Regions from separate parts of the Hordeum vulgare genome. Here region 1 is linked to region 2. The links are chromatin contacts, called in public Hi-C maps. All regions are on one chromosome and are shown on one strand. Each heading gives the region's core, a stretch centred on a gene start, on an enhancer-like site or on the middle of the called end of the contact. The rest is flanking DNA. Distances are from core to core; before and after follow the strand shown. Region 1 has its middle 100 kb from the start of LOC123430065. Region 2 holds the start of LOC123426225 (protein MET1, chloroplastic).

The links. A called contact is a pair of places that touch in the nucleus more often than the background predicts.
Region 1: a contact with region 2 is called in a Hi-C map of leaf, with 4 times the contacts expected there. The contact joins the enhancer-like site here to the promoter of LOC123426225 in region 2.

What each region holds. Positions count from the first base shown.
Region 1 is chr2H:343,792,555-343,798,759 of MorexV3_pseudomolecules_assembly, forward strand. No RefSeq gene overlaps it. Among protein-coding and RNA genes, the nearest start is that of LOC123430065, 100 kb to the left of the region's middle. Within about 2 kb of position 4,212, at least 1 of the 3 cell types and tissues checked has open chromatin away from gene starts, as enhancers often do. A contact at or near this core is called in leaf, where this site is marked.
Region 2 is chr2H:342,966,738-342,972,764 of MorexV3_pseudomolecules_assembly, forward strand. LOC123426225 (protein MET1, chloroplastic) reads right to left here and starts at 2,327. Exons shown (of 7, transcript XM_045110012.1): 1 at 1,805-2,327; 2 at 1,591-1,697; 3 at 1,385-1,479. The coding sequence starts at 2,184.

The DNA of each region.
Region 1 (6,205 bases), core at 2,962-5,461, 830 kb after region 2:
GAGTCCTTGTCTTGTGCGCCAAGTCTTATGGAATCTCCCTTGTATGCGTCATGGGCTGCTCGAAGTGGCCCATGAGTGAATCATCATGGGGGTCCTCGGCTCGACCCACTGGTCGGGAGACGACATGGTGAGTACCCCTAGTCCAGGACACCATCAGTAGCCCCCTGAACCGGTCTTCAAGTCGGGGATGCTCCTCCGTTCTTCCAAACTGTTCTTCATCTTCGGCCGCCGATCTTGAAAACTGGTTCAACAAATCTTCCCATCCTAGATCTTGAGTGTTGCCAAAGTATATCCGAAGAGTTCACACGTCGGGCATCCGAGGAGCCCCTATAAGTTACCAGCCTTTATTAATACCTCATCATTTTTATGCCAAAACTCGGGTCTGAAGTGTTTCTCGCGTGGCAATATCCTCTTGCATCCAAGCTCCAACATCGAACTACATCCGAGGTATCCTCTTGCGTCCGAGCTCCAATGTCGGACTGCATTCAAGGTGTCTTTTTATTGTCGAGCTCCAACGCTGATCAACATCCGAGGTGTCATAGATTACCTCGGTTTGTAAACTCAATGCTGGAAATGCCCTCTATGAAGTCAGCCACTTGTGCTCCAGCTTTATGTCGAATTGCTTCCGAGGTAGTCCACCACCTCAGCCATGGGCTGATCTGTGCGGAATTAATTGCTGATTGGTATAATTTATTTACTATCGATATGTATAGCCAGTAGCCCTCATGGTGTTTGCCAGTCTAAAACCCAACATGCACCCGAAGGATAAATATAAAACCGTTGATCCTCGTAGCCCCCGAGAGTGAGGTCGACTCGCAAAATCGTCCTGAGGATCAATTCCTTGCTCGGTAGCAAACTTTAGGAATTAAAACACGGTGTGCAGTAGCCCTCGAGACTTAGGGTGGGTGCGGACGACTAACCTATGGATCATATCTCCTCGAAAACCATATTGCACTTGTTGTGTACGTTTAAACAATGCCAAGGTGCAGATCAGCAGGAAAGATGATGAATTGTGGGTCCGAAAAGATTTTTGGTTGGTGTAATTTATTATCTGACGAGTTGTATAACCAGTAGCCCCCGAGGCTTGGGTTGGGCAACATGACCGAGCCTAGGATCGTATCTCCTTAGGAATTATTTCATATACTAAGTGTGTTTTGACAACACCGAAGTGGAATCGTATTGCACTTTGAATTTGCTGCATTGAATAAGCAATGTAGTTGGCCCCGAGCCTTAATTTGGGCACGAGTGGTCGAATTAAGAATCGATATTTTTTTTACACAAACTTTGACATGATTTATGTGTAATGGTTCTATGTATCCAATTACTTTACATCATGAATGCTGGGATCCGCATTGTATAGGACTTTGTTGACCGGCCATCGGCTTCAACCTCCTCGACCAGTAACTGAGGAGTGTTTGCCCTACTTTATAAAGCCTTTATAAGGGCAAAGAGTTATGGCAAACAAGGCAATCTGGCCATATGATTTTTATAAACAAAGGTACGTGGAGAGATTACTTATTTAGTTTGAGGAATGTCCCCGAACTCTATGGCCTTTAATGATCCAAAACTTTCACTTTCGTTGTTGCCACCAATTATATTCTTAAGATTACTAGCTTTCGGCTTCACCTAGTCTAAGGTACTAACCCGGATGACCCGGAAGTAACAATCGCACACGTACTCCCTTTACCCCCTAGCCGAACAATTGGGAATATAGGGGGTAAGCACAGGAGCCAGACAACCCAGCTTGGCTAAAATCTTAAGTCCATTGATGCATATTTATGGCTTTATAACGATGATCACGGAAGTCAGCACTCGTATATTGAATACAAATGCTTTATGTCGTATGATATTTTGGCTCCATTGCGACCGTTTATAATCTGAAAGTGGCCCATCAACGGCTTCCATCCATTTGTAGATACCACACAAGGTATTTCTGTACTAATAAGACAACCCTTAGCCGACGTCTCGGTTCCCAAAGGCGGTTGTGTTGGCGAAAACAAGGCAATCAGATATCTAGGCTTTATAACTTTCACTTAGTCTTATGAGCTTAAAGTTTGGGAGGCCAGTGACTAGCCCCCGGTTAGTGTTTGGCGTCAGCCGAGGACAAACCATTAACACTTTGGCCAATTTTCATGAAAGGTCTACGGGATAACCTATATTGGTCCATAGTTTGATAGAGTCATCGGATTACTAACCAACATTGCGCTCATTGAGACATTCAGTTTCGGCTTTCTCCACTTAGGTACTTCACAAGTTAAACTGGAAGTACAATCGCAGTGGTTCTCCCTTTGCACACCTAGCCGAAGAAGAAGATTGTAGGAGGCAATCATAGGAGCCAGGCAACACAACTATTGACATAAGACACAATTCGAAACTGATGCATATAAAGCAATATTCGAGAACGTTTTGCCGAGGACTCCTCGGAGTACCTTGGCCCTTGGTGGGTTTGGCTCGAGACACAGTCCCTTGTTCATTTTGTCGATGTTTTAAAGGCATGTGACGTTGTATTACGAGAGGTACGATGGGGACACATAGTATCCCCAGACTCAGGTTGGGTGCGGTCGACCAACGTGGGGATCGAATCTCTCAGGAACTAGTCCAGATGTCATGAGCGTTTCACCAACGCCAAGGTCTAGAGCGGTAGAAATATGTCGGGCTGCATGTCAGAAAAGATCTCCCTAGCTGAATTATTACGCAGGGCACCTCTGTCATGAGGATGCTCCGCCTCTTGAAAGAAAAACTTAAAAGTAGTTTAATGGTGTCTAAAGCACGGAAAATGAAAAACATTTAGCAAAAGCTTTACGTCTGAACTAAATGCAGTTTCTTGGTACCAATCCGAAAATTGGTCTTATAATTAGTTTGTGCTTCCGCCGTGCTTTAACAGGACACATCCAATCTCAATATTTCAAGTGGGTCAGCCTTCGGCTTCAAATTCCATATCCCGAAGGGAGAGTGTTTCTCGAAGGCCGGTTTAGTGAACTAAAACCGACCGACTTTAGAAAGTAACCAAGCAATCTGGCTATCGACCACACACTCGAGTCGATAAAAGGAGTGGTAGAAAAGACTTTGCAATGACCTAAAAGAGAATATTTATTATAAAATGGTTGACATAAATTTTTAAGAGCCCCCAGGTGACATGGGTCAAGGAAGTGTTTGTAATAAACAATGCTCTTAACAAGCTAAGTTTTTGACAAACAACTTATTTGCTTAACACTTATATTATGGTTGGTTGAACCACATAGAAATAAAAAATTAAAAAAAGTTGAGCATGAAAGGGACTTAGCTGGTTAATATGCTCGATGTTGATGACGAGGGTCGAGCTTTTGGCGGGTCAAGGTCACAACCTCGAAGCCGGTTACGAGGTAGGCGACGAAGAGCTAGGCATGATGAAGTGACAACACAACACTTTGGAAGGTCCGAGGCAAAACCCCGTGTACAACCAATGAAACAGAGTAGTTCGGCAGTGTGATGGCGAAGCCCCCACGTTAGTCGACCATGTCGACGATCGAATTCGGTTGACGAAGGCGTGACGATGGGGTCGGCGTGCCGAGGTGACTGTCTAACACAGTCAGAGCCGATCACGTGTGCACATGAAATAGTGCAAGCCAAAGGTAATGTCAAATAATAATAAAATCCTCTACTTACTGAACTTAAGAGAAGTAAATATTTAGAAAAAAATATAGCCTGAGCACCGAGGTGCCCGAACGAAGAGCTTGACTTTACGAAGTTGTGATGCGGCACAACCGATGTGTAGAAGTGAAACCCCCGGTCCAGCTAACATGACGAAGGTGGTCCGCTGGTGACATCGAACTCCCCGGAGCAGGTTGATGAAGCTATGCCAAATCCCCGGTCAAGGTGACGACACAATTTGATCGACAAAGGCAAGACGATGACGTCAGCGTGCCGAGGTGATCGCGTTACACAGTCAAAGTCAACTACCTCGGATGACCGAGGTGGTGATGAAAGACATGTTAACGCCGGTTCACCTGTGCACACAAATAGTGAAAACCAATAGTAATAATTGAAAAAAATGTATAATTAAATTTTGCGAAGTGAATAATCAAGAAAACATGGCCTGCGCACATAGGACGGCTCGACGTAGTCTCAATGAGCACTTTGAAATTTCCATGAAGGTGTCGTGGCCCGGGGATGCCGTCGCACTAGAACGAGGCGAGGGGACAACACAATTTGGTTGACAGAGACGTGTCGGCGACATCAATACACCAAGGTGACAACGTGACGTGCTCTAAGTCGATTACATCCACGCATGGAAGAGTGCGAGCCGAATACAATAACAAATAAAGATAATAATAATACTAATATTTATAAAACTCCACCACTTATTTAATTTAAGTGAAGAAGCTAAATAAATACGGTGTGGGCAGCGAGGTTAGCTCGGTGGTGTGGCACCGCGGAGGCGTGGGCGCAGGTCGACTGGCCGAGGTAATGACACATTCACAATCAATTTTAGATGTTCGTCTGGCTTATGAAAAATCGGTCGTCGAGCGAGACGCTGGCCAGACTGACACGAACGAAAAGCATCATTTACAAATGCCGGTAAAATAATTTCACAGAAATAAGGCACTACAAACCAACACAAAAGTACTCTCTATGTAATAATATACATGCTAAATGAATCATTAGGAAAAATTAAACCTGTTTAATAAGATGATTGTAGCAGACTGAAGAAAATAAAAGGAAGTGTCGGATTTCGGGCTACGCAAAACCCATAAGGATTCGAACACACGGGTGTGTGCATAGGATTCTCCTTGCTTCGTCTCGCCTAGACTCTACTCGATGGGAACGGTGAAAATCTCACTTGAAGATGAGGAGAACTCAGAACACAGCAGTTTATCAAGGTTCAGGCCACTGCGAAGCGTAAAACCCTATTCCTTCTTTGATAGATTGCCTCTCACGGAGGTTGATGGACGAGATAATACAGTGCTTTCGTCCCTCCGGAGGCCAAGCGGTTAAGTGTGTTGTTCTAGGGTTTCGTCACCTCGTCAAGTACCCTACGTTCTCTATTTATAGCGGAGGCCCGGGTCCTCTTCCCTCATAGTTTCGGTGGGAAGGGATCCCACGGCGGCCAATTTTGAAGGGGAACAGGGGAACATGCTCCCCTGCCCAAATGTGGTCTTCGCCTGAAAAGTAACTGCCCGCGCCGCAGAGACGGGCCCGTGGATGACGTTTGCCCTACTGGTGGTAGGCTGCAGCTTTGTTGCACGGGAAGGGAAACCTTTGGGAGATGACTTTGGAAAACCTGTACGCCCCCGCCTCCTTTGCCCCGAAGGGGAAACTATTCTGTAGTGCCATCTGCTGCTTGCCTATCCTTTCCTGTCGTCACCCTTGACTCCCGAGGCCCGGCGCAGCCTCGGAATATCCGCCGCTCTGGAGGGGTTTTGAGGATGCCCCTTGTGGGTCCTGACGATGCTCCTCCTCGTGAGGTTTGGCCCCTCACAAGGGCCTAGTTCAAGGTGGGGCTGCTCCTTGCCGATCTTGGGCTAATGAAATGGGCCAGCGTTGGGCCGCAGGCAGGTAGGTCTGGATACCCCGGTTCCCAGAACGCCGACAGTAGCCCCCAGGCCTAAGGCGTGCTCAGGTTGGCTTCTTGGCGAAGCCTTGGAGGCGGCCCGAACTGTCGCGGGCCCCATTCACGTGCGGGCCGAGCCTTTAAGACGGAGAGCCGATTCCACCTGCGTTGTATCTCCTGATCTGAATCTGCCATTTGTCTCCGTCCCCTATTCATTCCTCCGCTGGTTCTTCTCCCTGTCCTCCACTCACCGCGTCGTCTTTGCCTTGTTCTCTCCATCATGCCTCAGAAGGGAGAAGTTGGCGACGCCCCTGCCCGCGTTGGAGCGTTCTGCGGTGGTGAACCTCGAGGGGTTGGAGAAAGTTCGGCTAGTAGTTGCTGCCAACTCCAATGAATGGGGGCCACCCAGATTCGGCTGGGCTCGTGTACTCGAGGTGAGAAGGTGTCTGCGGCGGTTCCTCTCCATTTCCACGCCATCCTTTCAGGTGTGCTGCCGCCATTCTCGGGCTTCTTCGATGCGGTTCTTTCGCACTACCAGATCCATGCGCTTCATGTGGACCCCTGCTCCTTGATACTCCTCTCTGCCTTCAGGTTCTTGTGCGAGTCCTTTGTAGGCGTCACTCCGTCCGTGGCATTGCTCCCCCACTTCTTCTCCCTTGAATTGGCCTCCAAGAT
Region 2 (6,027 bases), core at 1,077-3,576:
CATGTCCTATCCCCATGCATATCCATATCCTAGTCGCCATTGCCGTATACAAGATCATCCTCACACGTGTGAACCAGATGATGTTTCTTGTGGGTTGGGCGCAAGAACACGCGAGGTGGACAGTGTCGCGTGAACTAGGACCGCATGTGCCGCCCCGCTTTCCTCGAAGACATGGGGATCCGTGACCTACAGCGCACTGGTGTCGCGCTACGCGCGCGGTGGCTATGGCTCCACTGCACCAACACGTTGCGCCCCTAGAGCCAGCTTCACCTCCCACACGACCCCGTGGCCTTACAGATATTCCGCGCCTCCACTTCCTCGGAGGTACGAGATGGGCGGACTTGCAAATTCTGGATCGACCCCTGGCTTGATGGCAAGGCCATCTCAGAGCTCGCACCGCTTGTATACGCGTTGGTCCCTAAACGCAGCCGTCCGGACCAAATAGTGGAGAGCGGCTACCTGGACGCACTTGGGTGCTCGATATTACTGGCCCCCTGGCCCCCCGGCCTTTGTGCAGTACGTTGAACTCCAGTGCGGTACAAAACTCTTGAGGCTGGCCCGGACGAGATGCGCTGGAGGTGGACGGGGTTCGGCATCTACTCGGCCAAATCCTGTTATCTGGCCCTCTTCCACGGCTCTACGCTCGATGCGTCTTGCAAGTTAACATGGAAGACCTGCCCCCCTACGCATCAAGGTTTTCACGTGGCTTGCCTTGCAGGATCGTTGTTGGACGGCGGACCGTCTCGCTCGACGTGGGCTACCACACAACGACAGGTGTGCACTCTGCGACCAGGCTACCGAAGACATACATCACCTCTTCGTTGCTTGTCCGTTCTTGCGACACGTATGGCACGAGGTCCTCTCATGGTGTCGCTCGATTGCTACGATCCCGAACACGGACACACCGTTCGCGGAATGGTGGACCACTGCATGTTCCACATCCCCTAACGCCCACTCCATCATCGCACTCACTGCATGGGCGATCTGAAAGCATAGGAACGATTGTATCTTCGATCACCTTTAGCCATCCACCGCGGGAGAGATAGAACCCTTTTGATATATTGGGGACGAGCAGCCCCTACCTCTCACTACTCCGGTTCTTTGGACCCGCGCCGGCCTGTGTACGCGTGTGTAACCGAAAACTATACTTTTTCACCTCTCCTATCAATGCAATGATAGGTAATCTTTGCGTATTCGCGAAAAAGAAGAAGTAGTACAGAGCATATCAGCTCATAGTATGCCCATGTGTCCTCCTCTGCTCGTGGGTACGTGTTTCACTAGTGTGTGTTACTCAACCAGATAGTTGTTCCTCTTAGTAGTACAGAGCATAGTCAGAAGTCCAGGCTAACAAAAAAAGAGAGTAAAGTATGATCCTATTACTTACCTGAATCTCTCTGAGTTTAGTGCTGACGTTTCCCGTGTTCCTTTCAGCCCTGATGACCTCCTTGTCCGAGAGCTCAGCAACACCATCCCATTTCCCTGGACTCGGTTAATGTTATAAGTCAAATTCTGAACTGATGAATTCACCATCGTATCTGTCATGTAAAGACTCACAATGAAGCAGGTAAATACAGTACTAACTGTTCTTACCAAATTTCTTCTGCATCTTCATGTAGAGAGGGCCAACTCTCTGACGGATGCAGTACATGGTCTGGCCGTACCCTGCCGCCGGCCAGATTTCCTCTCCAAAGACGGCACTGTGAATTTGCCATCGGTTAGCAACACGGAAGAAATCTTGATCTGGCGGTCATTCTGAAATTGTTGTGGGTTGGCTGGTGTGAGAGGATCATCTAAGCGGACTGACCTGGTGGCGATAACCTTGTCACCGACGGTGAACTTGCCGGTCTGCTCGGCGGAGGAGCCGGGGAAGATGGCCTCGATGTAGGTGCCGCCGTCGCGGCCCTTGGCGAACTTGAGCCCGTATGGCTTCAGGATCTCCACCTCGTACTCCTCGTACGGCTCTTGGCCTCCATCCCCGTCCCCACCGCCGGACTTGGGTTCTGCCTGTGCCGATGAAGACGCGCAGACTACGACGCAGCTCCTCGCCGTATCCCGAAGCTTCAAGCAGCAGCTGTGACCAAGAAACTGCGTCGTCGCCGTCCGCAAATTGCTGCCGTTAGTTCTTGGGAGGCAGGGCGGGAAGGACAGAAGCGGCTGGTTGGTGATCTGGTGGGCGAGAGCCATTTCAGCTAGCTAGCTAGCTGGTAGCTTTGAGCTCTCTGTTCCTCTGCGAATTGAATCTTTGCGGTGAGGAGTTGGAAGCCGGGAGGAGGAGACGACGGTTCTGTGGCTCATCTTTGGCTGTGAGGCGTGGCGCCAAGAGGACTTGGGTGTGAGAACTGAGATGGATCGAGGCCACACACACAGTGCCGAGATTTTCTTCTGCGACACCCGTCGCAAGATTTTCTTATGCGACACCCACGCATTTGGAATTCTTTTCTGCTACTAGTAAGCTTACATGTGCAATGTACATCTTTATTATAAACACATACTCTTTTTATTTTTAAATATAAGTCTTTTTAGAGATGTATATAGACATATTTAAAAATATAGATTTATTCATTTTGCTTCGTACTAGAGATTTAGTGAAATCTCTTAAAAGACTTATATTTAGAAACAGAGGGAGTAAAACATAATATTTAACATATTGTATGATAATACTCTCTATATGCATCTGTATGTGTAACTAATCAATATTAAAAAGAACATCAGAAATGAACATATTTTGAAGATGCTCAGGTTGAAATGGAAACCACTATCAACAAGCTAAATGAAAGTCAAGTTCTTAATTCAGGTTCAGTGCATACATTGTTAACAAAAATATTGCAATTAGAACCGGATAAAACTTTAGAAAATCTTTCAATTGCAAGCGTGCACATACAGCATACGCCATGTGGTGCCGTAAGTGCTATCTTTTTTCTGGAACAAGTGCTTCTGATGTCAAGAAAGTATACACAACCAAATAAGGTCTAATGTATTTATTGTTTCATAAAGATATGCCCCTACACTTGTTTTCGTCATTAAACACATCACAACTACACAAGGTATCAATGGAAATTACAGCAAGCACTTGAAGTTTAAAAAAAAAAATCTTGAACCAACCAGCTATGAACAAAAAATGGTTCCCAAACAAATGAACATAATTTTGTCTCTTCACAGAAAACAGAAGGGTAAATTATGGCATGAAAGTAAGATGGTGCAACCAACAAACTGAGACTTAGAGATGACTGCTATGTACAAAGACATGGATCACAATTTACATCTCCATAATAGCATTTTTGCACATCATTGACTTTTTTTATTTAATACCAATTCTCATGTATAATATTTGCCTTCGCAAATATGAACCTCCATTCCTTGTACTTCTGCGATTCCTCATAGTCCCTCTTGTACTGCTACACGAGCACCTCATGACAATCCAGGAAATGGATAACGGCGACCATGTGAAGCCGCCTCATGAGCTGGATGTCCTCCTTCGCCCCAGTAGCGTCATTCATAGTGTGAGGGATAGCCAAAATATTAAAGGAGATAGTATTAGTATTTATCCTCCACACGCAATGAAAATTGAGATGCAAGTAACAAATTGAGTTGGCACACATTCATATCATGCTTCTGCGCTGCATCTTGTAGCCAATCGAAGGTTATGCCAGAATGTCACGGGATGATGGGTTGGAGCGGAGGTTGTAGTCCTGAGAGACGGGAGGCCGAGGGCAAATTCCTCGCCGGCCTATCGCTGGAGAAGGGGGTGAGGAGAGGCGCCGGGGCGCAGGAGCATAGGGGTGAGAGATTAGATTGTTTCTATGTAATTTTATTGATCCAAAGGCTCGCTATGTAAAGCTTGATTACAAGACTAGACTCCTACTCTAACTGGAAGTTGGTAGGGTAAACTTCTACGGGACTAAACCTTTCCAACTAACCCAGACTCCTAATCTAACACAACTTCTATAATTAAACTAGGCCATAGTTTAGGCCGGTGCAGGCCCAGACCGCATGGGGCCTGCCTTGCGCCTATAGGGCTGACCCCACATGACATCTCCCCCTCCATTGGAAACCCGGATAACGATCACAGAAGGTGGTGACGTCCTCCCATGGTGCAGCAGACGCCGGCTGGCCCTCCCGTTGAATCAGCACCTGTTGAACGCCGCGAGCAATACGAGCAGGCAATGCTTGGACAGGTGTTGGATGTACTCAGCCTTCAAACAGCGGGGGAAGCATCGGCGGAACTTCCGGTGGCTCACCATGGTATTTCTTCAGGAACTCGACATGGAAGACATTGTGAATGCGGGCTGGGGTAGCTCGAAATGGTAAGCAACCGTATCAATTTTAGCGAGGACTTTGAAAGGCCCATAATATTTGGGAGCCAACTTCCCTTGAGCGCCTACTCCAAGGAATGCAGCCGGTCGGTGCTGAAGACGTAGCCAAACCCGCTCACCATTATCAAAAGAAATGGCCCGATGCTTATCAAAATAGTAATGTTTGTACTGTTGTGTTGCCTGAAGGAGACGCTCAAGGATGTCAAGTAAGAACTGATCGCGGTCGACGAGCTGTCGTTCCACTCCCTGATTGCGAATTTCGCCCGGCATATGGTCCCGGAGTGAGGGGGATTCCGTCCATAAACCACCCTGAAAGGAGTATCCTTCAATGCTGAATGGTACGAAGTGTTGTAGCAGTACTCTGCCCAAGGTAACCATTGTAGCCACTGTCGTGGGCGATCCCCTGTTATGCAACCCAGGTACATAGTGATGACGCGATTCACGGCCTCCGATTGTCCATCAGACTGTGGATGAAAGGTCAAACTCATGTGCAACCGCGTCCCTGCGGCGGCAAACAGAGCCTTCCAAAAGCCCGAAGTGAAAACCACATCCCGGTCCGAAACGATGGAAGTTGGAAACCCATGAAGTCGGACAATGTTGGAGAAGAAGGCTTTAGCAACAGACTCAGCGGTGTACGGATACACCAAGGGCATGAAATGTGCATACTTGGAGAAACAGTCCACGTCGGTCAGGATCACACTCTTGCCGCCCACCTTAGGAAGTGCCTCAATGAAATCCATGGAGATGTCTTCCCAGATACGAGATGGAACTGTCACGGGCTGCAACAAGCCGGCTGGATGAAGCTGCTCCGTCTTGTTGCGTTGACAAACCTGACAAGCACGAATATACTGCTGAAGTGCTGCCCTTGCTTGCGGCACACAGAAATCCCGACGAAGATGATGAAGCGACTTCTGAATACCGTCATGGCCCGCATCGTGGGCTGCAGACAGGACCTCCCTGACCAGCGGCGACGCGGGTGGCACATAAGCCCGCTGCTGTACTGTTATGACCGGTACTACGTACCAAAAGAGGAGGCCCAATGGACAGGATTAGTTACGGTCTTAGCCCAAGTTATCTTAGTTTCCAAGTTATCCTAGTTAGCCGTGAGATTATATAAACCGATGTAAACAACTCTTTTGGAATTAAGCAATATATTCATAACTCTATTGCCCGGCTCCCAGAGGAGCCGGAACCCTAGTTGCGCCGCCGCCTACCACCGCCAACACTTCCCTCTCGCGCGCAACGTCGCCCCGCTCCAGCCCTCGCCAACCCCGCTTCATCCCCTACAACCTCCGCCTAGACCCGGTAGAACCCTAGCTATTCCTACCAATTTGGTATCTAGACACTCCAGGCCGATCATGTCGTCCTCGTCGACCGTCACCGCCATCCCACCCGCCTCCATCGTCCAGATTGTCACCACCGCCCTGCTGCAGGCCATCTCCACCGCACCGGTGGGTACGGCGGCCGCCACCGCCGCGCCGGCTATCACTGCAGCCCCGGCCCCTATCATCTACACCCCGGAGGTCACAGGGGCCCTGCGCGACCTCGACACCGCGGTCCAGGGGATCCGCCTGTATCTGGCCAGTCCCTACGGTCCGCCACCGACGGCGCTACCGGCCCCCGCCACCGGGCTGCTTCCATGGCAGCAGCCACCAACACCGGGCACCGCGCTCGTCGGGCCCCTTCAGCTGCCGCCCCCACACGCCACCACTCC